Linked DNA regions of Danio rerio: regions 1 and 3 are each linked to region 2. A link is a contact called in public Hi-C and HiChIP or PLAC-seq data. All regions are on one chromosome and are shown on one strand. Each heading gives the region's core, a stretch centred on a gene start, on an enhancer-like site or on the middle of the called end of the contact. The rest is flanking DNA. Distances are from core to core; before and after follow the strand shown. Region 1 overlaps LOC141376608 (a long non-coding RNA gene). Region 2 holds the start of trib3 (tribbles pseudokinase 3). Region 3 holds the start of sox12 (SRY-box transcription factor 12).

Region 1 (3,723 bases), core at 1,050-3,549, 200 kb before region 2:
TTTGACTTTTTTGGAGTTATTTATTATGATTTCTCAATCACAACAGAAAAATACAGGGAAATCTCTATAGACTGATGCCATTTCATACTGTTCAGCCTTATAATCTTAAAATGTCAGCAAAATCACCTGTTTTGTCATCACTTTAGATATTACCCTAGAGAATCATTTAAATACTAGCTCTAAAATGACGTTGGTAAAGACTGATCGGACGTTAGCGGCAGATGTGAAAGAATGGGGGAAGAAAGTAATTCCTCGTAAAAAAGGAATTTTACGTGCTTGATTTTCTTTTTTTATAAACACGATTAGGCTATCAAACTGTTGTCTAAATACAAGATCACACTCGTAGCAGTGGGATATGAATGTATATCATCACTGGTGGGACGATAAGGCACTCGACCTGCATCGTATATATTATATTATATTATATTATATTATATTATATTATATTATATTATATTATATTATATTATATTATATTATATTATATTATATTATATTATATTATATTATAGGTGACGCAGTGGCGCAGTAGGTAGTGCTGTCGCCTCACAGCAAGAAGGTCCCTAGTTCGAGTCTCGGCTGGGTCAGTTGGCGTTTCTGTGAGCTTGCATGTTCTCCCTGCGTTTGCGTGGGTTTCCTCCGGGTGCTCCGGTTTCCCCCACAAGTCCAAAGACATGCGGTACAGGTGAATTGGGTAACTTAAATTGTCCATAGTGTATAAGTGTGAATGAGTGTGTATGTTTCCCAGAGATGGGTTGCAGCTGTAAGGGCATCCGCTGTATAAAACATATGCTGGATAAGTCGGCGGTTCATTCCGCTATGGCGTCCCTAGATAAATAAAGGGACTAAGCCGAAAAGAAAATGATTTAATGAATATTATATTATGAATTATATATGATAATTATTAGACCTCCTTTGAATTTGTTTTTCTTTTTTAAATATTTTCCAAATGATGTTTAAAAGAGCAAGAAATTCATCACAGTATGTCTGATAATATTTTTTTCTTCTGGAGAAAGTCTTATTTGTTTTATTTCAGCTAGAATAAAAGCAGTTATAATTTTTTTGTAATACAATTTTAAGGACAAAGTTATTAGCTACTTTAAGCAATTTTTTCCCCGACTGTCTACAGAACAAACCTGCCAAATTAACCAAATTTACCAAGTTAAGCCTTTAAATGTCACTTTAAGCTGTATCGAAGTGTCTTGAAAAATATCTAGTCAAATAATATTTACTGTCATCATGGCAAAGATAAAATAAATCAGCTATCAGAGATGAGTTATTAAAACTATTATGATTAGAAATGAGTTAAAAAAAAAATCTTTTCTCCGATAAACAGAAATTGGGGAAAAAATAAACAGGGAGTCTAAGAGTTCAGAGGGGCTAATAATTCTGACTTCAACTGTATATATATATATATATATATATGCACACACACAACTTATAGCAAATATTAAATAATATAATATTTTAATTATGATATTACATTTTTACAATAAATATCGTGTTAATGTTAAACATTTTTGCTTCACTAATTTAATAATATTATTTACTCATATTTTGTATGTTAATAGCCAAAAATACAATTTTAAGAATATTACATGAAGATATTTTGTCAATTTAAATAAAAAAAAACTTAATTTGGACAACTTTAAAGACACTTTGTTTCAATATTTAGAATTTTTTCTCTCAGATTTCAGATTTTTAAATAGTTCCTAATATCCTAACAAACCAATGATCATTGAAAAGCTTATTTATTCAGCTTTCAGGTGATGTATATAGATGAACTGTGATACTGATGTTTAAAGAGAAATAAGTTATGACTGATTTTATGGTCCAGGGTCACATATGAACATTGTTTATATTATTATTTAATTTTAGCCAAAAATGAATGTATAACATTTATTAAAAGGCTTGAAGTCTCCTACAAAAGAGGTGTTAGACATTCTATCTCCAATCACAATTAAAATCCAGCATCGCAAATGTCAATGCACTTCTGAACGGCACACGACTCTGGTATTTACTCTTTTGTTTTTTTATTTTCATATTGGTTCAGACTGTGGGCTGGAGGGGGAGTTCATCACACCCTGACGGTGACCCACACAAACCCAGTCGACTCTGGGGAGTAAAGCTGCGGTCTAGCTCACCTTTAAAGACAGCGCTGGTTCAATAACAGCGGCAGAGAAGCTTCACACATGCATCCGATATTTCAGCGGCTCTTTTGCTGATCAGACTGAAATGGGAACAATTAGGTGAGTGAAACACTGCATAGATTAACAAGACGGAGCCTCCCAGGGTCTGCTCCAGCTGTCACGCTTTTCACAATCTATCTGCCCCAATTCCCTTCCAAATCCCCCTCGTCTCCCCACTTTTGGCTGCAGGGGAACGAAGGGGGAGCAGACGGAGGAGGGGAAGAGGCAATGCCCGCTTTTAAAGAGGAGGAGGAGGAGGACACTTGGAGCCCTGCCATCTTTTTTTTAATTGAAGTTTTTATTGATTTTCTGCAAGGTTGGTAACAGCCTTATTTACAATGAAATTATATGAAAGATTACAAGTTTAAGCACACTTTACAGGTCAACATATAGAGAATACCAGAAAAAGCAGAGTGAGATTTTAACGTTTTAATTAAATGTTAAATAAATGTCTTTATTTTACTGAATTATTTGTTATTTTGTATATTTTGAAATCTAATGGTAAAATTAGACAAATGTCTAATATAAGTAAGTCATATTTCATATAAATTTTTATTGATTTACTGGAAGGTTGTTAACAGCCCTTTATAAAATGTACACTCAAGAAAATAACTCATTGGATGAACTCAATTTAATTGAGGGCAGAATTTACATCCAATAAAATTGTTTAGCACCAACTACAAAACAACTATTTACACAATTAAATGCAGCTGAGCTGCTCCAACATAATTTTATCAAATAAAAGTTGAAATACATTTGTATTTTTATTTAACTTTAACTCAAAGGTCTGATAATATCGTTTATGTTTATTATGTGTCGTATATTTTGAAGTCTCATAGAAAATTTGAATTTTGAAGTCTCTTAGAAAATTCACAATAAAACTATGAGACATTTTTAAGCGTATTTCATGAGTTACAGACAGTTACAGACTGATCTCAGAACTAATTTGATGCAAAACTAATGTGAGCAAAATCACCTGTTTTTTCATCACTTTAGACATTACGCTAGAGAATCATTCAAATTGAAAGGGCGGAAAAAAGTAATTCCACGTACAAAGGGTTTTAAGTCTCTGTGTTAGATTTTCTTTTTTAAATACACAATTATGCTGTCGAACTGTTGTATAAACACAAAATTAAACGCGTAGCAGTGCGCTATGGCTAATTTTAGGACAGTTATTGCTCACTGAGCAAAGCAACAAGCTGTATTTTTTCCTATTAAGCTGCCAACACCCAAAGCATGGGTGCTTCTGCAACCAAAACTCAAAGCATTACATGAAAATCTTCTAAATCTTCAATGAAAATGAAAATGAAACTCTAACAAGTCTTTTTATCAACTATAAACACGTGAGATTACTTTTATTGTCAACATTTTGCTCTCTTAATTAGGGGTGTCAAAATTAATTGTTTATTAGGTGCACCGCGATGCAGACACGGACAATTCGGCATCAGTTCAGTATTAATCATAACCGGTTATTATGTACTGACGTCATTTATTTCTAATGCGCTCTGTCGCGAGGGAGGTGAGCACAAGTATT
Region 2 (3,889 bases), core at 1,104-3,603:
TGAATACTAAAACGCACCGTGCAGCAGAAATGTTTCCATTTTAAGGAGTGGTTGGTCTCCCACTCAGGCCTCTGATGGTGGAACAGCCCAGGAAACCTCTTTCCACCCACACACGAAACCTCTGACTCAACTTGAAACCATGAGCGTTGTGGAGGCATCCTGCCGACTGCCTGGTGCACCCTGCCTCGGGTTACAGCGTTTGTCACTGCAACCTGCTTACTGTAGGTCATCTGTGAAAGAGTAAACATCCAGTGTAGCAAATAAATAGAACGTCAGCAATAATACAGCCTAAAACGGAAAATAGGTTAGAAATAAAACAACTTGCATTTGCAAAAACTTGTAATTAGGTTGAGATTTCGTATAAACTGTTATTAGTTCACTAAACATGATTGCAGCAAGGAAATTTGAATTGCTTTGAGGAGGTTTAAATGAGTTGCAAGTAAAATTGTAGTTAACATTATGATTGGTTGGGGAGAATTTAACAAACAATGTTTGAGTTATCATTGAAATGTCTGACTTGGTTCGCTCAAATTAGTGTGTTCTTTCAGAATAAACAATAGCTTTGTCTGCATCAAAGCTAGGACCTGCAGAAGGTCACATTTTCACCCGCATATGTCATCAAGAATGTTTAATAGAAATGTACTGCCATTCCTGAGGTGTACATTACAATCATTTCATTTTTACTTTTCAGTGAAACAGCTGATAAAGCGTGCAGCTTTGAAATGAGGCACAGCATATTTTCTTTCCTTTAGGGTGCATATTTTTCTGTTTTGTTCCAGATTTATCTACCTGTATGTCGCCATCGGGTCTGATGACATCTAGTACAGATCTTCGCAATAGTATGCACTACTGATGAAGTTCGCAAGAGATGGATTGCAACACAAAGCATGGCGTCTATAAGAAATATTTAGCAGCTGCTATAACCAGAATTTATATAGTTTAAAAAGCATGTCAGTCAATCTGTTTTGCACATTTTGAAAGTTTACATTGATTAAGAGTTTAAAAGTGTATATTAAATAAATCATAATAAAATGTCTGATTAATAGGCTATATTTGCATTTCAACGAGGTCTCAATTTGACATCAATATAACATCTATTAGCCCATCTTTCCAATGAGGTATATGTTTCTCTTTATCAGACATCTACCTGCATGTCAGCCTGACAAACACTTGATGTGTAACACCACCATTGGTATTGAGTCATACACAGGGGTGGGGCATTAATCTTCACAACGGCTAAAAAAGGACAAACATAACGTTTAAACAGCAACATAACACGGGTTACCCTTTCACGAACACATTACCACATTATTTCCTTCGTTATGTTCCCTAGCTCGCTGTTCAATTTCAATCTATCAACAGCACATGTGTGCACAAAATACTCGGTGCTTTTCCACAGAGTCGAGCTTTTATGGTCAGTTCGGCGTGTTTACTGTTTAAAACCGGCTAAAACCTCTCCATTAAACGCCACGCTTTGTGTTCGCAATCCTCCCCTAGCAAACTTCAACAGTAGTGCATACTATTGCGAAGCTCTGTACTCGATGTCGTCAGACCAGAGGGGGCGGAGTCAGGATGTCGCAATCTTACTAAGAACAGCATCATCGAGTCAGGCTGGTGTAACACACTGAGCATATTAGACGTGCCCAGCCGAATTGAGACTTTACAGTCGGACGTTCAGGCTGAGGGGCCACGTCTGATTTGTGATCTCATCACTAAAGGGACCTTTATTTCGGCATCAATCAAAAAGACCAACTACAGGATTACTTTTCCATTTGTGGCTGTCACCAAAACGGACGCGTCCTCTAGTTATAACTTTCTTCAGACTATTCCTTGTTTGTTTTGTCGTATGGCTAAACTTACAGTTAACTGCGTTTAAGAACGTCGTATCAAGTTTTATTAACCCGAAACTCATCGCGAATGATCTCCAACTCCATCCGACCACAGAGCGACGTTTCACCATCAGCAAGAGCCAGGGAAATATTGTCCATGCAGGACGCGTTCATTCAGCGGGAATAAGGAACAAAGACATCCGTGCCAACAACTGAAGAGCTCTTGGGGTTGCCGCCAGACTCACAAGTATCAATTTGCTCAACTCACAAGACAAAGAAGAAGACATAATAACAACGAAAAGAAGCTAAACGTGCACGAATATCTTGCAAAACGCAGTAAACGTGGATTCTTTACAAATCGCGTGTCCTTTCAAACTGACTCATATTTATTCTCCTTTCACTGGGGACGACTTTTCGGTCTTATGCAAAAAATCTTATTAACTACAGCTGAAAGTTTTCAAGTGCTCCTTTCATAATACTTAATGTTTTTTTTTCCGCCGGTGGAAATGTTCTCTGACAAGTAGACACAACTAAGTGCGCCTGTAGTTTTCATTGTTCTGTTTTGGAGAGGAGCGGGTCCTTTGTCTAAAGCAGCGAGGTAAGTCACTCCTGTGAACCTTCAAACGTCACATTAATAACTGTAAATCACGACTTGGTGCTTCCAACCAAGATTTGAGTCAATTAATGATCAACTTTCCCATTTAAAACATTATTAAGAAAGACTTTGTGTGGTTGAAGATTATATAAAAAAAGTAGCGTTGAGCTGAACTTTGTGAACTTGCACTTCACACAATAACATTAAGTCTTTTAAAAGTATTTACACTTATTTGTAATTTGGAGAACAAATATTTGTATGATGTAACCTATTGGTTTACACATACGCTGATAAATGCTGGCTTTGGAATTTTAGGTTCGAGTCCGACGTGACCTGGTTCAAGTTACATTTGACCTCACACATGCTTTTGTTTACTTAGTGTATTCTTATGAATTCTGACACAATGTTTTAATAGCCTACATAAATAAACTTTGTTTAAACAATACTGAAGTGGAAGAAACTTGGCTACGTCATTTTATGACGTACGCTTGAATGTGTAATAACTTAAACACTGTATGAGTCACAGGCGCCGAGCAACATTTCGAACGGAACTTGAGTCAGTATGATCAAGCAGCACTCCTCATCACATAGTCATTCAGCAGTTTTAAATTACCTCCTTTCATTACACAACATTAATGAACCTCCCGTTCTTGTTTAGTTAGTTAGTTTGTTTGAGATAATGTCCCACGGTTACTCAGTGTTCAAGTGTGGTGCAACACTCAAAAGTACTCAGTTTGGCATTTTTTTTCATGTCACCTTTGTGAATGGACTCGTGTTTATTGGTTTCTAAAAAGAATAGTTCACTTAAAAGTCTGAAGTTTGTAATCATTTATTAATATTTCATTGTTTTTATATATGAATGAGCTTATCTCTTGTGTTATATCTTGTATTTTGAAGAAAGATGAAAACCTGTAACCTTCATAGTATTTTTCCTGCTGTGGAAGTCAATGGTTGCATTTGTTCAGCTTTGTTCAAAAATCCTCTTGTTTTTGTTACACAAGAAAGAAACTCAGAAAGATTTGAAGTTACTTAAAGGTGAAAACATTTTTTAAGTTGACTATCTGATTAAGCAAAGGCTTTTCAAATTGGGGTCCAGGAACATTCTGGGCCAACAGGGTGCTTCTTGCTCTGGGCATGTGTTCAGAGCATAAAAGTTGTAAAATAAATAAATAAATATATGAAGAGTTCAGATGCAAAAACCTCTAATTGCCATCTGAATACTAGGATGACAAAAATAAGTTCTTTTCCTGGTCTTTATTGTGAAATAACACAAGCAAAAGAGGCTGAGAAAAAATCATTTTCGACTGAAGTTTCAGACGGCACTTAGAGGTTTTTGCATCTGAAGTCTTCATACATTAGTGTAAAAGAAATGTAAAATATGTATTTCATATATCTAAATTACATTTGAGTGTCTGTCAACAGGAATAATCACATTTAAGGGTTTCAAACACCTGTTCAATCTTGT
Region 3 (4,247 bases), core at 489-2,988, 130 kb before region 2:
AAAGGGCGTCCCGTGGTGGTTTGGTTGTCACCCTTTATAGAAAGATTGAAAATACAGGAGAAATACGGTAAAATCTTCATGCGGAATGACAGCGAAATAGAATTGTAAAATATGGGAGAATCCCGAGAAAAAAAATCGGTTGACAGGTTGACAGGTGTGCCGTATACATTTCTGGAGAGCAATAATTATGTAGCCAGAGCTATGTATGATTGCATTTTGTCTTTAAAATGAACGTATGAGGCGGTATGATGCCGTCGCCGACCTCTGTTTCTTTTTATTATACCGGCTGTCTATTTACCTCAGTGTGGATGGCTTTTCTTCTGTTACCAGTTTGTCCAGTGGCTCGCCGTGTACATCATCAAACTTGAGAGGTCGAGACATTTTAATTGCAACGATGGGGTTCAAGTCTGGGGAAGCAAGGTTCCAGAAAGCAGGTAAAACAAAAACAAAAGCCAAAAAAAATAAAATAAACAACTAAATAATGTGGTGAGAACATGGTGAGATCTGAAAACATGGTAAAAGTTAGGTAGCCGCAAGGGCTTTACTTTTTCTGGATTGCTTTTATAGATACTGTTGGTTGGGTTTAGGCAAGTGGTTGATCGGGTCAATCATTGCTTTTAAAAACACTATTGGTTGGGTTGAGGGAAGTGGTTGATCGGGTCAATCGGTGCTTTTGAAAACACTATCGGTTGAGTTTAGGGAAGGGGTGGGTGGGGTGATTGGTCAGTCGGATGTCTGTCAGTCGACAGTGGCCTCTGGTGGATTGATGCAAAAACAGCAGACACAAATGGCACTCGCGAGAAAAATTTGAGATCTGAAAAAGTGTACACTGCGTATATAGGGATATAAATATCTGTATAGAGGGTTATGAATCAATAATGAGCCTAGGTTGAATAAATGGCCCATATAGAGATTCTTATAGGTAAATAAAATCAATATAAAAAAATCACAATAAAAACAATGCTTAATAATATTTAAATTGCTTATTTTAATTAGTAGTTATTAGTTATTATTATTAGTAGTATCATAATAATAACAAAAACAACAATAATTGTTATTAACATTATACTTTTATATAATTGTGATAGAAACTAAAATATTATTTTATTTATTTGAATTATACTGATAATTGCTGTTGTTATAATAATAATAATATATTTTATATATTATTGTTATTATTATTATTTTAATATTATTCATTCATTCGTTTATTTTCTTTTCGGCTTATTCCCTTTATTTATTTTAATATTAATTTACTGTAATAAATCAAGGCAAAGACAATCAAAACTAAAGAGCCCCAAAACTAAAAAAGTTAGTTATAAAACAGAATCAAATGTTTACTTTCATATTTCTATGCATTGTGCATCAGAAAGCTAAAAATGCCAACACTGTATCCATGCCTGCAGTTGTGCCAGTTCCAGCAATGCAAATCAAAAACTACAACACACAAACCGATGAAAACATGATTCTACATGTGCCAGACTGCCTTGAAGGTCTTGTCCTAATTTAAGTTTTTGCTTGTAGCATTTAACACCTCCTCAGTTAGCATCTCTTTCTTTCCATCCGCTGCACTGTAGCTGTGCCTCACTGCATGGAAACTTTCACCCCCCCATCCTTGACACTCACACACCCACATGCACACAAACACACGACACACAGAGCAGTGGGTGGAAGGGGAGGAGACTGTGTCTGCTAAGGTTGAGCTGTTTACAGTGTGGGTTTATAAAACAGCAGACGAGGGGGGGCGTCTCTACAAAGAGGCAGGAGGAACGGCAGACGAGGATAGAGAGAGTGACGGAGAGGATAGAGAGCGTCTGAGAGAGAGGATCCGCATGCGGGACAGAGGAAGAAAACAGCAGGCAGACGCTGGACAGCTTTTTTTTTGACTTGCACCACAACTGCTACAGCAGAGGAAATGCTTATATGAAGAGAAAAAGTAATTGTGCATAGTAAGCAGAAGCTGTCTTCGCTTGTATTGTAAGTACCAAACATTTATCTCAAAATTACATATATAATTATATGTGTACATATATATATATATATATATATATATATATATATATATATATATATATATAGTAACAAGAGTAGCAATATTAATGTAGTACAGTGATAGTATATTTAAAAAGTAGTACTATAATAAAGTAATATTAAAACTTATCAGAAATAAATGTTTACATACATTGTGTGCATTTACAGTGTGCATTTTATACGTTTACATATATTTTTGTTATCATTAATATTATCATAAACAATTATTAAACACTTGGTACTGTGTATAACAACACACAACACATATTACATCTTAAGAAATCAGCACAATGTCATTTATATTTAACAAACAAGTTTATAAGAGGTCACTGAAGGCATATCTGTCCCTATTTCAGGATAAAAGCTGGAATTGGTGAGTTGCTGCATCTTAGAGTGTCTCGTCATGGATGACTCTAGGGAACCTACTGAATAGATCTCAGCGCTGCATCATGGTTCAGCAAAGAACCCACAAATACTCGTCAGTCATGGACAGCAATTCAAGCAGGGAGGTGTTTGTGGGACTGGCGGCTGAGGACGATGCCGAGGTGTTTGGACATGTACCTTCTAACAAAGACCCCAACTGGTGCAAAACTCCAACTGGGCACATCAAAAGACCAATGAACGCTTTTATGGTCTGGTCTCAGATTGAGAGACGGAAGATCATGGAGCAATGGCCTGATATGCACAATGCAGAGATTTCAAAGCGCCTTGGGAAACGCTGGAAACTACTGCCTGACTATGAGAAGATACCCTTTATCAAAGAGGCCGAAAGACTGCGTCTAAAGCACATGGCTGACTATCCTGACTACAAGTACCGGCCCAGGAAGAAAAGCAAGGGCTCAACCCCTGTCAAACTTGGTGAGAAGTTGCCTATGAAATCCAGCAAGCCCCTTCCAGGAAGATCTTCCGGGCTCTCCTGCAAAGGGCTTAAGATCAAACCTGCTTCTTCAAAGCATAAAATGAACTTTAGTAGCAATAAATACAAGAGCTACAGTGAGAGCATGAGCGACGACGACACCATGGATGTAAACCTAGAAAGTCCAGTGACTCAGCAAGACGATCGCAACACGTCAAGTCACTTTGTCCTTCACCAGCAGGCTACTGTTCAATCTGAGGACCAGCAACCAATTCCTGAGCTCAGAGTGAAAGTGCCCATCTCTCAAACCAGCAGCATCCAGAGTCTCTCCTCGGACAGCGAATGCCAGGCTTTCCCAGAGTCCACGACGAGCGAACCACGAGGGTCCACATCTGGAAGATCTTCCACTCCGACCTCGACCAGCTCCTCCTCTTTGGTGTCGTCAGCATGTTCGGATGAGGAACTGGACGAGGAACTCTTGCATATAATTTCCAACAGTATGCCTATGGACTGTTCCGCTCTGGACAAGGACTTTGAAGCATTTAACGCCAACTCAGGATCTCATTTTGACTTCCCAGATTACTGCACTCCAGAGGTGAATGAAATGATTTCTGGGGACTTGCTCGTGCCCAGCATCTCAGACCTAGTGTTCACCTACTGAATTTGAGTCTTCGTAATGTGGTCAGGCCTGCATAGCTGCCAAGTTGAAAATATGTTGTCCATGTTGTACTTGGACAATTCCTTTTTTTCCATGTGTTTATTTTTCTCAATGAATTCCGTAAGTGCTATTGCTTTCCTTTCCAAGCATGTCACATCTTGTTGGTTTAGCGAACACACACACAGGGGTTTGCAGAGCTGTTCGTCAGAGAAGACATTTAGATTTTGTTTAACACTTCAGAAGCAGCAGGGTGTAATTCTTGGAGAAAATGTCTCTCACCAGCTGTTTTTAAACTCCAAGTATCTTAATGGGAAGCAAAGATCAAACAAAAATGACAATTTTGTCATCGTTTATTGACCTGCATGACTTTCTTTCTTCACGAAATGCTAACATTTGAAGAACGTGTCAGATGTTTTGGTCCAATTAATGGGCCAAAACTACACTGGACACTACCAACTTTCAATGTGTGAGCATTCCACAAAACCCTCATCTTTTATAGTCCACAGAAGGCCATGGGTGATGACAATTTCCGTTTTTCTGTGAACTAGCCCCATTATATGCAGCACTGTCATCTTCAAGACTGCTCATAACACAAACTCTTAATCTTTATTAAATCAAATATAATTTCCTTCAAAGTTGTGCACATGTCGGCTGACAGTGTTGGTGCATTAATATCCTAAAACACTGAGGCAGAAAAGATGA

Evidence for each region. Hi-C and Micro-C count contacts between places; a contact is called where the count stands out from the background. HiChIP or PLAC-seq counts read pairs in DNA pulled down with a chosen protein or histone mark.
Region 1: a Hi-C map of an unstated tissue shows a contact between it and region 2, with 2.7 times the contacts expected there. The contact joins the enhancer-like site here to the promoter of trib3 in region 2. A contact is called at or near these places in 4 of 18 Hi-C or Micro-C datasets (caudal fin, embryo, hematopoietic stem cells and 1 more) and 1 of 4 datasets of contacts at active chromatin or transcription factors (embryo).
Region 3: an H3K4me3 HiChIP or PLAC-seq map of gastrula embryo shows a contact between it and region 2, with 3 times the contacts expected there. The contact joins the promoter of sox12 here to the promoter of trib3 in region 2. A contact is called at or near these places in 1 of 18 Hi-C or Micro-C datasets (hematopoietic stem cells) and 2 of 4 datasets of contacts at active chromatin or transcription factors (embryo and gastrula embryo).

Annotation. Positions count from the first base shown.
Region 1 is chr11:26,305,322-26,309,044 of GRCz12tu, reverse strand. It overlaps LOC141376608 (a long non-coding RNA gene), which reads left to right. Exons shown (of 3, transcript XR_012387166.1): 2 at 2,054-2,249; 3 at 2,379-3,723. It also overlaps a transcript of pnp4a not described here. Among named protein-coding and RNA genes, the nearest start is that of pnp4a, 33 kb to the left of the region's middle. Within about 2 kb of position 2,299, at least 6 of the 62 cell types and tissues checked have an H3K27ac peak or open chromatin away from gene starts, as enhancers often do.
Region 2 is chr11:26,107,960-26,111,848 of GRCz12tu, reverse strand. It overlaps trib3 (tribbles pseudokinase 3), which reads left to right and starts at 2,353. Exons shown (of 4, transcript NM_212869.1): 1 at 2,353-2,427. It also overlaps a transcript of pnp4a not described here.
Region 3 is chr11:26,240,266-26,244,512 of GRCz12tu, reverse strand. sox12 (SRY-box transcription factor 12) reads left to right here and starts at 1,738. Exons shown (of 2, transcript NM_001030278.2): 1 at 1,738-1,977; 2 at 2,388-4,247. The coding sequence starts at 2,439. The coding sequence ends at 3,548. It also overlaps a transcript of pnp4a not described here.